2 separate regions of the Oryctolagus cuniculus genome follow, and region 1 is linked to region 2. Evidence: chromatin contacts called from public Hi-C data. All regions are on one chromosome and are shown on one strand. The core of a region is the stretch at or near the end of the contact, and the rest is flanking DNA. Distances in the headings are between cores, read along the strand shown. Region 1 overlaps DCAF5 (DDB1 and CUL4 associated factor 5). Region 2 holds the start of ACTN1 (actinin alpha 1).

The links. A called contact is a pair of places that touch in the nucleus more often than the background predicts.
Region 1: a contact with region 2 is called in a Hi-C map of an unstated tissue, with 2.2 times the contacts expected there. The contact joins the enhancer-like site here to the promoter of ACTN1 in region 2. A contact is called at or near these places in 3 of 6 Hi-C or Micro-C datasets (psoas muscle, skin fibroblasts and an unstated tissue).

What each region holds. Positions count from the first base shown.
Region 1 is chr20:14,976,403-14,979,102 of mOryCun1.1, forward strand. The region is part of intron 6 of DCAF5 (DDB1 and CUL4 associated factor 5); the gene reads right to left. LOC127484648 (a long non-coding RNA gene) reads right to left here. Exons shown (of 2, transcript XR_007911780.2): 1 at 1-2,700. Among named protein-coding and RNA genes, the nearest start is that of DCAF5, 67 kb to the right of the region's middle. Within about 2 kb of position 1,274, at least 1 of the 8 cell types and tissues checked has an H3K27ac peak or open chromatin away from gene starts, as enhancers often do.
Region 2 is chr20:14,857,690-14,860,481 of mOryCun1.1, forward strand. It overlaps ACTN1 (actinin alpha 1), which reads right to left and starts at 1,428. Exons shown (of 22, transcript XM_002719521.5): 1 at 997-1,428. The coding sequence starts at 1,101.

The sequences.
Region 1 (2,700 bases), core at 24-2,523, 120 kb after region 2:
ACACTGACGTGGCCAAGGGCGATGTCCCAGCAAGGTCAATACTCTGGTCAGACCTGACCAAGAGAAGGAGGCATGTTTGACGGGCTCCTGACTATGATGCTTTGGATGTTGCCAACAAAACTGGCATCACCTAAACTGAGTCTGGCTAATTCTAGATATGTTTTTTCACCATAAAAAAAAAAGTGTATCTGGAGTTGGTGTGTGTGGCACAGTGGTTTCAAGTTGCCCCATTCCCATATGAGAGTACCTGTTCGAGTCCTGGCTACTTTGTTTCTTATCCAGCTTCCTACTAATACGCATCCTGGGAGGCAGCAGGTGATGGCTCCCTTACCTGCGGGAGACCCAAACTGAATACTGTGCTCCCGACGTCAGCCTGGCTGGGCCCTGGCTGTTGCAGGTATTTGGAGGGAGTGAATTAGTGGATAGAGCTCTCTTTCTCTCTCTCTTTCTGTTCTTTTCTGTTTTTCTTTCAAATAAAATGAAAATAAAAAATAATAAAGAAATCTATTCCTTTAAAAAAAGTATGTGTGTGCGTGGGTGTATCTATCTGTATTTCAGACCAGGAAGAACACATGGAGTGCTAGACCCCCGGTGGTCTTAATCAGGGTGGCACGGAGTTCTTTGATGAGCAAAGCTACACCTTTACTGGGTGTTGTTCGCGTCTGGAGAGCACTTACTGGTGCATTCCTGTACCTCTGCTATACCCACATAACATCAACACAGAGAGGCTGAGTGCTGATGTAATGTCTGGGGCCAGGCCATGCATTCAAGCCATTTTATTGGATTCACAAGGTACAAGTCAGCTCTTTTCTCCAGGGAATGGGATAGGATGCTTTTATTATCACAATTTGGGGAGGGGGCGGTTCTTGCCATTTATCAAGTTCAAAAGAAGAACCTGTGTAAGACTGCATTGCTCAGGACCACCAGTGCTCAGGCTTCTTAGGGAAACTTGATTACACTTTCTGCCCACCCCATCTCTCTTTCAGGAAGATGTAGGAGCTATGCAGGCCAGGCACAGAGAAGATCTGCAAATGACCAGGCTATCCATTTCCAGGCACACATGCCTGTTAGCTTGAAAGACTTTTTTCCCAGAAGGCTGACACACTCCGCTGGACTCACAACCTAGGACAAGAGCCATTTAAGGAATTGTAAAAGAGTGGGGACAAGAGCCAGTGCTGTCCTCCAAGTGTGTCCCAGAAGAGCTAGCAGGTGAAACACTGGCATTCTTTTTTAACCCTGCTAAGAGCCTGGCTCACTGAAGGCACAGAGGAGTGTGTAGAAGTAAGAAGGCACGATGTAGGCAGGCAGGCTTCAAGGAGAGAACAAAGCCAAACTCCAAGTACAATGCAGAAGCAAGGGGGAGAGCCTGGGCTTCCGGCAGCCTCCAGAGGAATGTGGTTCTACTGTAACATTCCTCAGTATAAGGTAAGAACAGAAGGTGGGCCGGCTTAAAAAAAAAAAAAAACACGGAAGTCTTTAGTGGAGCTAATTGTTTCCATTGGTACCCAGCCAAAGTGATGTCATTCTATCATCTGATCTCATGGAAGGAGTTATTAAAATCAAACAATTAAAATATTACACTAGAAATAAACAAGCCATATGGTACATACAAAATGAATAAAAGTCTCAGAGAGGGGACTGTCTGGCAAGATCATGAGAAAGTGTCTCCCACAGCATCCGGGGCGCAGCAGGTGCTCAGCAAAGCATCTGCATCGAGGGGATGGGCACAAGGTTAGAAGGAGCTCAGCAGGGGCCAGGAGGAAGGGATCTGTCTCCACTCATCCACAACTTAGTGGCCCACAGACCATGGAACCAAACAGGAGAAAAAATATCCTGCTGAAAGAAACAAAGAGGTTTCAAACTAGTGGCTGTTGAGAATAGGTATGGTGCGCAGATTTATTTCATTCATACAGTGAAGTATGGTTTGTTGCATAACTAAAAATCATGAGACATCACATAAAAAATCTACGTTGCCTTGAAAAAAACCAAAGGCCCCGGCCACCTAAGGCCCACATGGCAACAATGGGCTGGAACTCAACAGAAGCCGCCCTTTTAGATGGGACATCGGTTTTTCCAATTAACCACAGTTCCCATCACTTCCTATTGTTACTCTCAGCCCAATTCATTGACTGTCACTGCCTGTCTTGTTCCTATTAGCATCAAGTTATGAACATTTATAGAGTGAAATGAAATATTTATACTGAGAGCCTAGAAATTTGGGTTCCATTCTGGCGCAGGTTGTATATTTTGTGACTTGCCTAAACTAGCCTTTCTTAGTTTCAGTTTTGTCTGGTTTTTGTCAGCTTTGTACAAAATGATCTTTAATACTCTTGTAATTAGAACTCATCTACAAAGGTGGCAATGAGCATGGGGAAGACACAAATTGGGCTTAGCATATTTCACACTTCATTCCCTGAATCCAATTCCTTGAAATGTTAATTTCATTTTGAGGCTAATGAATTACCTATTGAGCCTAGAATAATCTTAAAAAAGTACAGGCTCTCTGGCACAGTATCGAGGTCCATTTGTGTGGACTGACTAATCTCATCGTAATTAAAAGCCAGAAGACTTGTCTCGCATAGATAGGATCCCTGACTGCTTTTCTTGTCCTTGTTCATTCCTATTATGGAAATTCTCAGATTCCTCTCTGGGATGGTTACCCAAGCTATGACTAAATGAAGAGTTCCAGAGCACAGTCTC
Region 2 (2,792 bases), core at 178-2,677:
ACGTGGCTGCCCGAGGCTAGGGCTCACCGCGCGGACAGGAAACCGCAGCAGGGTTGGGGCGCCCTCTCCGCTCCTCGCCCCCCGCCCCCCGCAACAAGAGTGGGTTCCGACCTCTTCCTGCCCCTGGACACTCTGCGGGGGTCCCCTTGCCAGCCCCATGGAGGAGCGAGCAACCCGCACGCGGCTAAGCGCGGATAACCACTGACAGACCCCGAACATCCCCCGGGGACAGACCCTCGCCCCGCAGCCCCTCCGCTCGAATCCAGCCGGGAAAAGAGCGGGGGCCGGGGGAGCAGGACGCCGACGCAAGCCATGTGCGGCTCGCAACCACCAGCCTCCGGAGTGAGGCAACCAAACCGTTCGCAGTCCTGACCCCGCCCCCACAGGGCCCTCAGCGGAGCCCGCGGCCGCCCCCCGGGTGTCTCCACCACGACCGCTCTCCAGCGGATTCACCTCCGGGCGGGTCTCGAGGTGACCCCCAACCCCTCTGGCCGGCGAGCTGGGGACACAGAGTCCCAGGCAGCTGGCTGGCCCCGCAGGTACTGAACCCACCGCTGCCCAGGAAGCGCGCAGCCACCGCACGCCATATGGAGAGCCGGCCAGGGGGCGGGGGAGAGAATGGAAAATCGATCCCGAGCGAGCAGCCTTCGAGCCGGGGTCCCGGCCCCAGGCTCCAGAGCTGCGCCCCCGCGCCCTGCCCACGCAGGGATGGTGGCGGCGACTGCGGCGGGGCGGCCTGGATCGCGGGCCCCACGGCGACCTGCCCGCCGGCTACGCCAGCTCCCCGTGCTCGGGCTCGGCGTTCGCGGGCTCTGGGGCTTGGGCGCTCCCCCTTCCGCCCCGCGCCTGTAACCCAACACCCAAGCCCGCCGCCGCCGCGCCGCCCCCGCCACTGCGCGCCCGGAACCCGCTCCGAGCCGGGAGCCGGGAGCCGGGAGCGCGGCGGGCGCAGCACGGCTAGGCTGGGGGCTGCGGCGAGTGGGGGCGGCTGCTCACCTTTCTCTGCTGCTTCTCCCAGGCCGGGTCCAATAGCAGGTCCCGGTCCCAGTCTTCCTCCGGCTGCATGTAGTCGTTGGTCTGCTGGGAATCATAGTGGTCCATGGTGATGGTGCGCGCGTGCTAGGGGCTGGAGTTCTTCCTCCACCTTCTTCCCCGGGGGACCCAGGCGGCGGCGGCTGCCCCGGCGTGGAGAGGACGTCTGGCCGGGCTCTGGGCTGGGCTGGCTCCCCTGCGCCCGGATCTCCCGCGGCGCTGCTCACGGAGGGTGCTGCTGCTGGCGGCGACGGCGGCGGCTGGATCTCCGGAGCCCGCGGGCTGCCTGCCTGCCTGCCTGGGCGCGGGCGCTCGGACCAAATCCCCACGCACACTGAGCAAGGCGGACACACTCGCGCTGCGGGAGCCGAGGAGGGCGGGGGCGGGGGCAGGGGCAGAGCCCTCCCGAGGTTCCCCATTGGCCAGGCCGAGTTGCCCAAACTTCCCCCCATCGCCTCTCATTGGGAATTCCTGGCATCCGTCAGCAGGGCCGCGGCGCACATAGGTGGACCTGGCAGCCCCCTCTCGGCGCGCAAGGCCCCGCCCACTCCCCGGTTCCCACTCCCCCGCGGCTCATGTGACACCAGCTTAAGCTGAACGGGACCGCTGCCTGGGGACGCCTCTCGGAGCTCGGGAGCCCCCTGAGCCGCCCGCGGGGAGCCCCCTGAGCCGCCCTCGGGGAGGCCCCAGGCTGGAGCGAAACGGCGTTCGTGCGCTCCCACGCGTGCTGTGAGCCCCGAGCCCAGGCGAGGCGGGGGCCCCGAGGTGCGAGGGAACCACCCCCCACCACCACCGCGAGCATTTCACTTTCTCTTTCCCAGGGCACCTGGGTCCCGGCAGGTCGGGCCCCTAAGAAGGGGGGCGGGGAGGGGCTGCCACGGAAAGGAATTTCCTGATTCCGGCCCCCCCAGCCCCGCCCCGGCTGGTCCCCGCCCTGCGGGACCAGGTTTCTCGCCGGCCAGCGGCTCTTAGAGGCCAGCGAGCGGCTTCGCTGCAGCTCCTCTGCCCCGGGCCTCTTCCCAGGTCGCCGCTTCCCGGAATCCCCCCCGGGCACGCCCCGCAGGCTGGCCTGGCGAGGGGCTACCAGCGTGTGGCCAGCGTCCTCCCTCGCCCTCCCGCAGACCCCAGCACCGTCCTGAAAACTGGGAGCGAGGGCCCGCAGGGATCTCCCTTGTCCACGCCCCCTCCCACCAGCACACACCTCGCGGATGGAGAACCCGAGGCTGCGAGAGCTAAGCTCCCAGAGAGAATGCTTTAGCAGGCTCGGACTCCGCAAGCCGGTCCTGTAACCTAACGCCTGACCAACAAAGCCTCATTGTTACTGGAGGAGGAAAGAGGTCAAGATGGACTCAGCACCTCCAACTTCTGCTTCGTACCTGGCTTGCACTTCCTTCTTTGGACTTAGGAAGCGGAAGGTCTCAACCCTGCGGCAGCGGCCGTGAGAGACCCGGGGAAGCAGGGAGCATCACGGGGAGGGGGCGATGGGGGGGGAGGGCGGGCATCGAGGTCCGAAGAAGAGCAGCGAGCCAGCTGCCCAGAGGTTAATGCACACTGCTGCGCACGGCAGGAGCGCTGGGTTTCCGCAGGCGGCTCTCAGGGTCCTGGGGGATGGGGGCGGGGCTTGGTTCCAGGACCCCGAGGATATGAAAATCCTAGGATGCGCAAGGCTCTTATTGAAATGACAGTGTTTGCACATCCACAGTCCTCCTGGGTGCTTTAAGTCACCCCTAGATGACGTAGAATACCAGTGCAACGGGAAT